2 separate regions of the Zea mays genome follow, and region 1 is linked to region 2. The links are chromatin contacts, called in public Hi-C maps. All regions are on one chromosome and are shown on one strand. Each heading gives the region's core, a stretch centred on a gene start, on an enhancer-like site or on the middle of the called end of the contact. The rest is flanking DNA. Distances are from core to core; before and after follow the strand shown.

What was found. A called contact is a pair of places that touch in the nucleus more often than the background predicts.
Region 1: a Hi-C map of bundle sheath shows a contact between it and region 2, with 2.5 times the contacts expected there. The contact joins two enhancer-like sites. A contact is called at or near these places in 5 of 25 Hi-C or Micro-C datasets (bundle sheath, ear, endosperm and 2 more).

The regions. Positions count from the first base shown.
Region 1 is chr5:151,740,788-151,747,839 of Zm-B73-REFERENCE-NAM-5.0, reverse strand. It overlaps the pseudogene LOC103628555. Among protein-coding and RNA genes, the nearest start is that of LOC103627040, 150 kb to the right of the region's middle. Within about 2 kb of position 4,934, at least 20 of the 20 cell types and tissues checked have an H3K27ac peak or open chromatin away from gene starts, as enhancers often do. A contact at or near this core is called in bundle sheath, ear, endosperm and 2 more, where this site is marked.
Region 2 is chr5:151,597,199-151,604,012 of Zm-B73-REFERENCE-NAM-5.0, reverse strand. No RefSeq gene overlaps it. Among protein-coding and RNA genes, the nearest start is that of LOC103627040, 9.1 kb to the right of the region's middle. Within about 2 kb of position 4,787, at least 17 of the 20 cell types and tissues checked have an H3K27ac peak or open chromatin away from gene starts, as enhancers often do. A contact at or near this core is called in bundle sheath, ear, endosperm and 2 more, where this site is marked.

The DNA of each region.
Region 1 (7,052 bases), core at 3,685-6,184, 140 kb before region 2:
ATGATGATCTTTGGTGATCTTTGAGGATTCTATATCTTTAAACAGACATCAATGTTTTAGCATCAGTAGGTGGTTTGGACAGGATCCATGAATCTTCAGTGAAAAAATTCTGTCCCAAAAAAGTATATGGCTTCAGCGTACTTAAATTTGAGGTGCCATATTTTCTCCAACCCAGACTCATAGCACTTGAAAGTGGCACGACGTCTTCTAGTTCTGCATAGATATGAGATAACAAGTATGTATATAGAGAGGGAGAGAGATTCTGCTGCATGCATGAGTCGCCATACATATTACTAGGCATGGAGATGGTCCCTTTGTCGTATATTATGGGCACAACCTCCTTAGAAATCTAGGTGTTGGATTAGATGGAAGGCGTGCCCATCCTCTCGAGGAAGATTTGTTGGCCTTTCTCGGTGATGGTACATGTCTTGAAGGAGAAGCCGCCCTCCCCTAGGGCAACCTTGATTGGATTGTCGTAAATGTCAAGTTGAGGTGGCGCCACAGGCAAGGTCATGATCTCCACCTTGTTGTTCACGGAAACAATGGCGCAGTCCTCGTAAAAGGACTTGGCAGAGCCAAAGATGAAGTCAATGGTGCCCTTGTTGTTCACGGAAACAGTAGATGTTTTGACATTTTTTTCCGCTGGGGTCAGGAGCTCAGATGGGAGAGCGAGTTCGGGCCATTGATCTCGATCCGATGGATGGGAGCCCCCCCTCTCCTCCCCAACTCTAGCCGACCCCTCTCCCTCTCCCCAATTGTTGCAGACGCCCCCTCCCTTTTCCTCTCCTCCCCATTTGCAGCCGCCCTATACCCTCTCCACGACTTCCTCCTCCCTCTAGATCTCCTCCCACACAGCAAGGATCGAGAAGAGGAGGAGCACGTTGAAATGAAGAGGAAGAGAGGATCAAGGAGATGTTCTACCCCATATCTTCTTGCAATTTTTCTTGGGGAAACCTTAGGTAAGGATAAGATCCATGTTCCTCCCTGTAATTATGTGTTTTGGGGGTTGTGAATCATGGGGATTGAATGATTAGAGGTTGGATTAGATGGGGGGTTAGTTTTTGATCTCGAAATTAGTTTCTGCAGAATGGCAGATTCGACAGTTTCTGTTCATACCAGTTTTTCATGCTCTTACTGGCATCAAAAAAATAAAATGTCTATCTATGAGTCGTAGATAATTTGTAGATCTTTCCGTGGCCATAAAGAACACCCCAATCGGACATCAGATCAGAAAGTTATTGCAGTTTGATTATAGCAGTTTTTTAGTCTCACAATTCTGTGCAGAATCTGTTCTATTAAGATTTAGGCAATTTAATAAACAGAATTAAACTTTAGGTTGGTAAAATAAGTTGTAGATAATTTCATAAGATTTCCAGATTGTTAAATAGTGCATTCATATGAATTTTGAAACTCCAGTTATGTTTGTTTTACTGTGGCTGTTCCTGTTTGCCTGACAAAAATGAGAGGGTCAGTTCACTCGTCGGTTTCATCTAATAAATGGCCGAATTGGCTCTTCCAACTATGGAGACTTTTGTAGAGCGATAAAAGTCTTCACTGCCAGCAGAATTGCATATTTTTTGGTTGAGTAGTTTGGGAGATAACGAATTTTTAAGTTAACTATGCTGCTGCCTGAAACAGATTCAGTCAGTTATCTTGTCAGATGCTTTAAAACTTATAGATGGCTGAATTTAATTATCTACTGAATACCAAAGTTGTAGAGTATTTTGTGTAGATACTCCTAGAGTATTTGTTTGATATCACCACTATTATAATTTTAAAGATACAAAATTAACAAATAGCGCTGCTGTCGTGTGGCATGTGGTTCAGGGTGGGAGTCTTTCCACCAGGTATTGGTTTCCAGTGTAGGAGCGAATTGTTGATTGTTGGCAAATGTTTGGGAAATATTTGTACTAAATTTTATGCGCGCTAGCAGGTGGCTACACTCCATATCATGCCTAGTACATTTTTCTTCTTCGATGAAGGCAAGTGAATGTAGCGGTGGTTGCTACCGTTTTGACCTGTTACTTCTATCGCCTACACTCTAATATTCAGAATTATTGGATTCTTTCATAATTGAACTATAAGATGATGTTTTACTTGTTTGTATTATATTGATGCTCTATCATATATTGATGATGATTATGGTTCGAGTACGACCCATGAGATTAATTCACACCCCTGAAGGCAGATGAAGCATTATTTGAGGTTGGTATTGTATTTGAAGGCAGATGAAGTATTATTTGAGGTTTGTATTGTATCTAAAGGTAGATGAAGTATTAATTGAGGTTTGTATTGTATCTGAAGGAAGTGTAGTTTATTAATAAATGCAGCATGCCATATACATTGCATGACTCATTTGCATCTGAAGTTTTGTCGTGACCTATGGTCCGACCGTACCTGTACAACTTAGCATCGTAAGTTGCCCGAGGAGGGGTACGATGCGGCTTCATACCCTTAGAGGTATGAAGGCAGAGGACATATGCATTGCATTCATATGAATTCATTGAAGTGACATTTGCAGATGATGTGGTTTTATACCCTCAGAGGTATGAAGACAGGGGACCTACACATTGCATTCCTGTGCATACATTGAGTGATATTTGCAGGTATTGTTGACGCAGGGAAGTGTTATACAACCTATCGTGGTTGTTCTCGGAAATGAGATGGTATTGGTTATATTGGGACTACTGAGTTCTATATCTACAAGTATTTCTGATCTGATTTGTGATTCTTTTAGAATGTTGATTAATTCAATTTGTGGTTTAAATATCTCGTCAAAACAATTTGCTTTTTGAGATGTTTTATCTCACTCTTGCATTACTCAATGCAGGTGTTTGTTACTCATCATGGAGAGTGGGAAGTAGCAGCACATCCACCTTCACTCTCATAATAACGATGCCTAGGCGCAATCATGATTTAATTAGAAACTTCTTGTCAAAGGATGTTTGTTTTTAACTAGTCGTGCGCACTAGTTAATTCAGTTCATGTCGTTATGGTTGTGTTCCCATTGCTAGCAGATTATTAATGTCTATTATGTTTTCTTATCATGATATCTATTTATATTTTGTTGCTTCCCCATTTGTGCAATTTTCAAAGGAGATGTTGTCGAAATTTTATATATGAATGTTAGATGTGTAGTTTAGTAGCATTCTGGGGTATTTGTGAATCTCGGGGTGTTACATGCCCCTGATGGTGCAGGATTTGAAGTAGTGCAGCCCCATCTGGTCATACATACAGGGCGCCTTGTCCACCTTCGATTGTGCATGTCACACCCGGATTGAAGGGGTCCATAACCCGGGCGCGAACTTCACCAAAGGGTGCTAGGATCAAGTCTCACACATATGATGATTCACGGTACAGAAATGAATGTCACATCTTTAATATATAATGGAGTTCTGTACAAAATAGTTAAATAATTACATCATACGAAGACAACGATCCAGCAACCCAAAGTTGACTGCGAGACGACAGCCTAGACCACTCACGAACTCATCACAGCATCCTTCATGTGCCTCGTCCAGTGGTACCTGTTCTTGACCTGGGGGGATGTGAGTATAGCAAGGGTGAGCTCACATACGTTCATTGCTCAACAAGTTGCGGGGAATAATGTTCATGAACTCACCAAGGGTGGGAGCTCATGTGAAGTGTAAGGCTTACAAAAGGAGATGGTTAAAGCTGAGCATTGCTTTTAAAGTTGGTCAAAATTTTATTAACAGTTACTAGGTATAAGTAGATACCAACCCAACTAAATAAGATATCACAATTGATAATAACACTCGTGATGCAATGCATATGATAGATTAAGTTTAGTTCCATAAATTAATCATGAGAGAGTCATGAGTCGCTCTTGACCGTGAGCACGACAGATATACCAGTTTTACACTCTATAGAGGTTACACATCTTTACCCACAAGTCGTGTTACCCATTTTCCACGGGGTTGATCAAACCCCATACACCTCTAGCGAGGAAGAGAGGCAGGGTAGCACAACGAGGCCTTTCCAAAGTTCCACTAGTTCCACCCTTGTGGTAGCACTGTGATCTCAAGTTAAGCTCCATGTTCCAATTGACACAATAATCTTTTCATGAACAATAATTAAACAACAATATAATTGGAACATGATCACAGTATAACATTAATTTCCCAAAACCAGGTAGAGCAAAACCAAATCTACCCAATAGTTCATATGTTTGCAAGGCTTGGGAAACCTATTAGGTCCCACCAAATTAACCTGAGCATGTCACAGTGATTAACCAGAACATTATTAGGTAAAGAAGAGTGATCAAGGGCACAACTTGCCTTAGACTCGAGACTCCCAGGTACTCAGTTGGTCTTCAAGTGATTTGCAACCATGCTGCTATTCGTAGCAATACAAACAAACATGGTATAGGCAAAATTAACATCACACTAAACATAAGAACAAACTGCATAATAATGATCTATGCGTTGTAGCGAGAACCTAGGTTCGAGAACCACTAAATTTAGAGTTACGGTTAAAGAGTTATGGTTTTCTGAAGATTTAAGTGTTGGATATGAAAGAAACTAAGTGCATTTTTTATCTAGGTTTCATAACAAACTAAGGTTACCAGATGATAAACAATGTTATTATAAATTTAATGCAACTGGAATGAATTAAATTGGAGTTAAAATAAAGGAATCATGAATTTTATAGATTTCTAGATTTATTTCTATATCAAATATCTTTTTTAAATTAATTATTACCAACTAACCGAGACCAGTGGGTTGCGGCCACAATTTTATAAGAGCGCAAGGTTACTTTTACAAATGTTTGGACAATTATGTAACGATCCTAATATAGGGATGGACTGCGGGTTAATTCACAATTTCCACAGGGGCTCTTTAGCAAACTGGCCGAGCTAAAGGGGTACTGGTTTATCTCAGCCGCCCGATCTAGAATTTAGGGCACTGATTAGATCTAGGCGAACCGGTAGACTTCGTCTGATCAGCGTTGTTCGATCGGACATCCGCAGTCCAGATCTAAGCTCAACTCGATATAAGACAGCCACTGTAGGATTCAAGATCTATGCCCGGGATTTAGTGCTGGCCTGATCTACTCCACCCCATCGTTTAACGGATCTGCCCACATCTAATCTGAATCGCACAACCGAAGATCCACGGTCGCCCCACTCTTCCCCAACCCCGACACCTATGACGGCGGTGCAGAGGTCGTAGAGACGGGGCCTCGCCGGAGCGATGCACGTTGGGCACACACGCACGCCCACATAAATTGGACCGCAGCTACGCGAAGAGGAGACATCTGCGACCATACGGAGGGGAAGATTACCGAGAATCTTGCACACAGAGGTTGCTGGCCTCAGCTCTCGGCGGATCTACGGCGGCGCTGATTTCTTGGTGAGGAATTGTCGCCGACCTCCGACTCCCCGAGCCTGATTAGCTGCCCGCGCACGATCCACATGGCATGGGGGTCCTTCCCAGCCCTTCCATGAACGCTGGCGATAGCGAGCTCGAGAGGTAGCCGCAGTGGCCTAGTTTCCGTTGGGTATGGCGCATGGTGGTCTGGTTGGTGTCGCGGCCGCGATGGTCGTCGAGGGTAGCCCCGTCTTTATACCCCGATGCCGACTCACCACGCAGCTAGCGCACCGAGTTGGTTGCAACGGCACGCGCAATCTGCGCGGGGTCTGTTGTGCGAGCTCCGGTCGCTGCAGCGCTGGAGAGGGAGGCATGGTTCGTGGGGTTCGGTTGTCAGTGGGTAGCGTGCGGTAAGGAGCGAGTCTGGCACATGGGCCCTCCATGTCAATGTAAAGGGACGTCCAGAAGCGCGCGCACGGCTGGGCCACACGGCGCCGATAAGTGGGCCGAATCGTGGGTTTTGGCCCAGGCACAGTTGCTTCTCTTTTATATTTCTTTTTCTGATTTTATTTTTCTTATTTCAATTTCAAATCAAACTCAAGTCTGAATTTTAAACCCTTAATTTTAGATGCACAAATAGACCTCCAGTATGATGTGCACTAATCTATTTATTTAGTTACTTTATTTATTATTATTATGTTATTTAGGTAATGAAATACACACCATATTATTTCCATAGAATATGATTTTGGTTGTGTGGTCAGTTTAAAGATAGATTCCAAAATTCATATTCCTTTGTTTTGATAGAAAAACATTTTCAATGTCTAATCTTTATTAAGGTTTGATTTATCTAATATTATTTTATTATGACCATTTACTTTTAGAAAGAGGTGAATTCAAAAGTTCCATCATTTATCAAGGGTACTTTATTTATTATTATTATTTATATTATTATTTATATTATTATTTATATTATTATTTATTTTAAAGCATTTCCTTGATTCACCAGTTAAGATGTTGGGTGTTACAAATTCTACCCCCTTAAAAATAATCTCATCCTCGAGATTAGTAAGAAATGAATGTAACACTATCTTGTCTCAAAACATATGCACAATAAAGAACTCAGCACGATGCATAACTTATTACTAACACATAGGGACGAATAGACCTTATTACTATTCTTAAAATAATAAAGTACTAACTACTACCTAAGGTATTATTTAGGTCTTACAAATATTACTTAAAACATATATATATATATACTATAATCTTGTTGCTCGTTGACTTCTTCACCGGCTTCTTCACCTTCAATCGGCACCTCTTCCGGGTTTTCGGGTTCACTAAGTTCAGCTTCTGCTTCCACGTGGTTGACCTGACCTCGATTGACGGATAAGGCCTGACTCTTGCCTCCTGAGGCCTGACCTTGTTCATCGGAGCTGGAGTGGTGTAAGTAGCCCTGTTGGGACAGTAGTTAGCATAATGTCCAGTCTGTCCACACTTGAAGCATGACCTGTTTCTTGATGTATTAGGAGCAACAAGTCCTGATGATGTGTTTGCTTGTGGAGGAGGTGATTAGGTCTGTTGAGTCTGTTGCCCGGAACTGCAAAGAGTTGGTGTGCCTTGGGGTGCAGTATAACGGGGACGGGTACTGCTCCTAGCCTGTCCCTAGTTAGTAGCCTTCCTTTTTCTCCAAGCTCAACCCTCATGTGCTTCAGAGCGATA
Region 2 (6,814 bases), core at 3,538-6,037:
GCCCGGATTATAGTGAATTTCCAAGTCATAATCCTTGATGAGCTCCAACCATCGGCGTTGCCTAAGGTTGAGATCCTTCTGAGTGAAGATGTATTTTAAGCTCTTGCGATCGGTGTAGACTCGGCACTTGGTTCCCATAATATAGTGTCTCCAAATCTTGAGAGCATGCACAACGACTGCCAGTTCTAAGTCATGAGTGGGGTAATTCAACTCATGTTTCCACAACTGGCGAGACGCGTAGGCGATGACATGTCCTTCTTGCATAAGCACACATCCCAGGCCTTGGCGACTTGCATCACAATATATATCAAAATTCTTTTGTAGATCTAGCATAATCAACACTAGGGCTGCCATCAATTTAGACCTCAATTGATTGAAACTCTCTTGGCATTCTTCAGTCCACTTAAACTCCTTGCCCTTCTCTAACAATGAGGTCATAGGCTTCGCAATCTTGGAGAACCCTTCGATGAATCACCGGTAATAGCATGTGAGTCCCAGGAAACTCCGGACCTCTGATACTGTACTTTGTATCTTCCAATCAACTATCACTGTCACTTTAGCTGGATCCACAGAAATTCCTCCTTTGGAGATGATATGTCCGAGGAAAGGTACTTCATCAAGCCAGAACTCACACTTGGTAAATTTAGCGTAAAGCTGATTATCCTGTAACTTCTGTAGCACCATCTGTAAATGTTCCTCATGATCACTATCATTCTTGGAATAAATAAGAATGTCATCAATGAATACCACGACGAATTTATCGAGATACTCCATGAACACCTTGTTCATCAAATTCATGAAGTAGGCTGGTGCATTGGTTAAACCAAACGACATGACGACCATATCGGGTAGAGAAAGTCGTCTTGGGAATATCAGAAGGCCTAATCTTCATTTTGTGGTAACCCGATCGGAGATCAATCTTCGAGAATACCCTAGCTCCTCTCATTTGATCAAATAAATCTTAAATATAGGGTAACATATACTTGTTCTTCACCGTAACATCATTAAGGGATCTATAATCCACACACATCCTTTGTGATCCATCTTTCTTCTGTACAAACAGAACCGGCTCCCCAAGGTGAGGAACTTGGACGAATGTACCCAGCCTCCTGTAACTCCGTTAACTGCTTCTTAAGTTCCTTTAGTTCTTCTATAGACATCCTATATGGCCGTTTAGAAATAGGAGCAGTCCCAGGTAAGAGATCAATGACAAACTCAACTTCCCTTTCTGGTGGCATCCCTGATAACTCCTCTGGAAAGACATCTGGAAAATCCCTAACCACACGGATGTTGTCACCAAAAAACTTCCCATCTAATAAGAATACCGCACGTCTGGTAGAGGTAGTTACTGTAATTTCAACTTCGAATCTTTCTCCTATAGAGCTGGTAAGTTCTACAGTTCCCTTAGCATAATGTATAATGGCCTTTGCTTTCCTTAACCAGGGCATCCCGAGTATCAAATATATACTGCTTTCTTCTAGTACTATGGGTGTAGACCATCTGGGTTAGAAACACATGGTAAGAAAGAAAGAATTGTAGACAAGGCGAGTAATTACGAGACATGTTACTTTGGGGGTTTTATTAGCTAAGTAGATTAGTGTGTCATCTACTAAAGCTAATACATTACCTTAGGGTTGTACATGCTAATATGCCCAACTATAATAGTTCAATCAATCAAAGAAGCAAATCAGACATTTGTCATCAGAACAATCAACCAACATTTTAGTAGAGAAAATAATTTTAATTTTTGTCTTAGGTCTCCTATCTCTTAAGAAGGCCATAAATGTAGGATTCCAAGGTGTGAAATCCATCTTGTCTTAGAGTAGAAAAGGTAAGAATAATCAGAGTAGAACAGTAGAAGGTGAGACAGGATCAAGATAAGTATAGAAAGAATCAGAGTAAGGTAAGTAGGTAAAGGTTTTGTACAAATCTATCTATGTTTCGTCCTACAGTCAACATTTCCTCTGATACCACTTCTGGCACACCCAGTTTTAAGGAATAAAGCCGGGTGCATCTCATATGTGCGCCAAGGAAGAACAACAAATATAATTACAGAGTGCATAGAGATAAATGTCATAAATATCACAAATGTACTTATTACATAGAGTAAGTCCTACAAAATAGATGATAAAAATATAAAACGAACTAAATATTATTTCCCTGGCGCCACAAAGCTGACTGGGAGACGCCACCTAGATTAAGTCGAATTCCTCGTTTGGCGGCTCCTCTTGAACCACTTGTTTTTCTCCTGTGGGGGTTGTGAGACAGCAAGGGTGAGCTCACATACGTTCATAGCTCAACAAGCTGTGGGGAATAATGTGCATGAACTCACCAAAGGTGGGAGTTCATGTGAAGTGTAAGGCTGATCAACAAAATAAAGGTTGAAGCTGAGCATTGCTTTTATAAATTGGTCAAAATTTTATTAGCAGTTACTAAGTGGAAGTAAATACCAAACCATAGTAATAATAAATAAAAGTAATAGTAAAATAATCCCAATGCGATGCAAATGACAAATTGACTTTAATTTCACAAATTAATCATGTGAGGGTCCGAGCTGCTCATGACCGTGAGCACGGCTAGTATACAAGTTTTACACTCTGCAGAGGTTGCACATCTTTACCCACAAGTCATGTTACCCATCTGCCAAGAGAAGGCCACTCCCATACACCTCTACCGAGGAGGCAAGGCAGGGTAACACTACGAGGCCTTTATAAAGTTCCACTAGCTTCAGAAAACCCGCTACAGTTTATAGGAAGCTCCAATGCAGGGATCCTCGCCTGACCGCCATCGCAGCAAAATCAACCCAAGGACCTCCCTACACTGACCACTCCCCTACTGCCCTTGCCCCTTTCGAGTAAGGTAGTCATCCACTAGCTTTCCTAATTAATCAGCCAAGGGCGTCCCATAGCACCCTTGTGGTAGCACTGTTTTCCCGGGTGGTCGCTCCATGTTCCAATTAACATAATGATCTAACATGAACAGTAATAATAAACTAATAATAAAAGTGTAATCATGAATAATGTATCTCCATACCCAAAACCACATAAAGCAATAGCAAGTACTACCTAAAAATTCAGTGGTAAACAAGGTATAAAGATAGTCAAACTAGGGTAACCTAAAGGGTCCCATCAAAATTAACCTATGCAGATCATTATGATTAATAAGAACATGATTGGGTAAAAAGAAGTGATCAAGGGCACAACTTGCCTTCAGCAAGCTCCTGCTCAGCAGTCTCCTCCTGCTGAACCCCCGGCTCCTCAGTGGCTGGCTCGTCTACTCGCAACAATACAAACACACATGTATAGCAAAAATTAACATCACACCAAACAATAGAACATAATACACGATAATATTCTACGCTGCGTAACGGGATCATAGGAACAAGAATTATTAAATTTGGAGTTACGGTTATTAAGTTATGAATTTCTAACGTTATTAGGTACTTAGAATGGATTAATTCCAATGAACAATTTTAACTCAAGTTTCATGGCTAAACAGAGCTACTAATTGATAGACAATGTTATTACAAAATAAATGCCATAGGAATGGATCAATTTGGAGTTAAAATGAATTAAATATGAATTTCCCAATTTTCTGGAATTATTTTTGAACTAAAAATCCATTTTCTAATTTCTTTTCCACTATTTTACTGCTCTCTGGACTATGCGCATTAATACATAATAGGTCAGGGGCTAACTCGTGAAAACACTGAGACACAGGGAGACTTCTGAGTGGACTGCGGGTTTATATGTACAAAGGATTGGGACCCTTTTGTAAAACGTACCCGCGAAGGGGTATTCTCTATTGTCAACCGTAGGATCTAGATCTTGTGGCTCGGATTAGATTACTCTGTGTATTAGGCTGCATCACTTGGAACCGTTGGATCATCAAGCGAGCGCACGGTTTAATCTGCCCACTTCGCGAACCGGTACGCGATACCCGCCCTCGGATCCGCGATACATGGCCCAGATTTAATTACGCAGATATCTACTCGGACCCCTCGATCCCGATCAGACGGTCCAACTCACTCCACACCCAATCGGCGCACGACATCTAATCTAATCCATCCAAAACCCATCTGACGGCGCGAGCCCTTCTTCCTCCCCATCTCACTACCGCACGCGGCGACACCGTCGGCAAGCCTATGGCGGCATCCCACCGTCGATGCCCGTGTCACCAGAGAGATCCCAATTGCACGCACCAAATGCTACGCCAGATACAGGGTGCGATGAATAACTAGAAGGGGCCTTACCAGAGTTTGGGCTATGTAGGGCGCTGTCCACGGAGTTGATCGACCTCACGGCAGCGCACAGCCTCCGACGAGCAATCGTGCAGGCGCGGCGATGTCAACGGTGAAATCAGTGGCGGTCGAAGCTTCTATGGGTCCCGACGCAGCGACAGAATGCTCCACGGCCGCCCGAATGCCCGTGGTTCTTGCGTTCGATGGTGGCGGACCGAGTTCTTGTTACCGCGGCGGCAATGGAGTTGGCGTTGGTCGTCTCAGGGTCGGTGCTAGTTTGTTGGAGAGGGGAGGGAGTCCAGGATCGAGCTAGTTTGTTCGAGAGGGTCGGATCCGAAATCTGGGGCACGACTTGGCCAGGAACGCGTGAGATCGCACGACGACCGCGTCGTCCGCCATGCTCGGCGATTCTATTGGGAGGAAGCGGATCGAGCTGACCGCCATGGCCCACCACACAGCGACTCACACGAAACACACGTGCCAGAGGTCTGACCAGCCGGCCCCGCTTGTCGGCGCTTTTGCACCAGAGTAAGGTGCACGGTCCGTCTGCCCGCGGGCCCGTGTTGTCAGTGTCCAGTCGTGCCCAAGGGATGGGACTTGGGCCACGCGGTACTGAGCAAGGTGGGCCAAGCAGGGAATTGAGCCCATCGCCAGTTTCCTTTTTTCTTTTTATTTTCTATTTTCTTTTCTTTCTTCCCAAATTCAATTTTCAATTTCCCCTTTAAATCCAAAGTTTGTGGCAATTTCATCTTCACATTAAATGTTTGGTTGAACATAGTATGGGAATAATGTATTTATTCATAAATTTATTTTGTTTTGTATAGTATTTCTATCATTCTTTATTATCTCCAATTTTCCTAATTTGCACCTTTGAGTTAATTCCAAATTCTCCTCTTATTATTATACTTTCATCCATCTTACTATTTTATTAAATGCACAAACAAACTAAACTCGAGCATGATGCACGGGTCATTTATGTTTTATTAGAGAATTATTCACTTTAAATATGCCCCTTAATGATTCTCATGAAATAGAAGGAAATACACATAAAGATTTATTCCTTTTCTTTTATATTACAAAAGTTGGGTATTACAAGGTGTTGGGTCTGATGTAGCCTTTCTCCAATAACTCGTCTATCTGCTTCTTGAGTTCCACCAACTCCGGTCCGGATACTCTGTAGGCTCTTCTAGAAATGGGGGCGGTTCCTGGGATAAGCTCTATGGCAAATTCAACTTTTCTCTCAAGTGTCATGCCTAGTAACTCCTTGAGGAACAGCCCAACCGGGCTGGGCCGGCCCGTTAAGCTCGCCCCGAAAATATTCACTGTGCCTGCATGAGCCCGCCAACGCATAAATCAAGCTTAAAATTATATCACCATAAAAATTGAACATAGTTATAAATAGTAATTGAAGGATATAACTAAATACAATAACATAAATTACAAATAATACACATTTCACATATAAATGATAGGCATTAAATAAAAAATAGAGCTATTTTTGCAATGTTTGCCTTATTAAACGGGTCGAGTCTTAGCCCGTTTAGAAACTAGCCGTGCTCGGGCTAGCCCGGCGGGCCTAAAACTTGGAATGAGCCCGGCACGCCACCAATGCCAGGCTAGGCCCGGACCCGTATAGAACCGAGTCGTGCCGGGCTCGGATTGGGCCCAAACAGCAGGTTTCGTCCCAGGCTCGTGGGCCTCGTGCTTATTGGCCATCTATACTCGTATGCGAGGTTCTATTTTTATGGAAGGAACAAGCGTGCATGCGGTTTTCAATTTTTATGGCATGTGTTGTTTCAGATCCAAAAATTAAAGCAGGTCCAAAAATTATAGCATATCCTAAAATTGATGTGCATGCAAAAAATATTCATGCAGGATGTTGTGTGTGCGCACCCCAGGTTTTGCGTAAAATCCTCACGTTCGAGCGTAAATAATGTCGGATATGGCATAAATGTTGTTACAATGGTCAACAAGATGATTTCTTATGACATTTATGGATATTATAAATCACGTGATTCTCTTTTATTGTGCATGTGGGACGCTGGTGGCAGTACGCACTTCAGGTTTGAGCGTAAACATCCTCAGTTATCACCGTAAATATCTAGCCAACGTGAGAGATGTTGATAACTCTGATGTGACGACCGTAAAAATCCTCAAGTTTGAGCATAAATTAATGTTAGATATTGCGTAAATGTTGATTCACTACATAAGGCTAGTGGTTAACACATGGATCAGATGATAGACAACATTTTCATCATCATGAAATCCTCAAATGGAATGCATAAAAATTGTAGTGGTCGACATAAAAATATCATAGGATGCATAACACATGGATCAGATGATATCGTTATTGGGGTATGCCCTAAAGCCACCGGATTGGAGGAGGCCACCGTCGAACGAGCCACGCTACCGCAGTGGCATCCGGCTCGTCGAAGCTCAAAGAATAGTCAAAGGTAGGAGGACGTCGTGTACATCAAGGGGTATATATATAGGGATGAGCTAATGGAAGCCCAGGACTTCCATTAGTACGGGAAGCCCTAGTCAGTTATACTCCGACGACTGTACGCGCGTGGG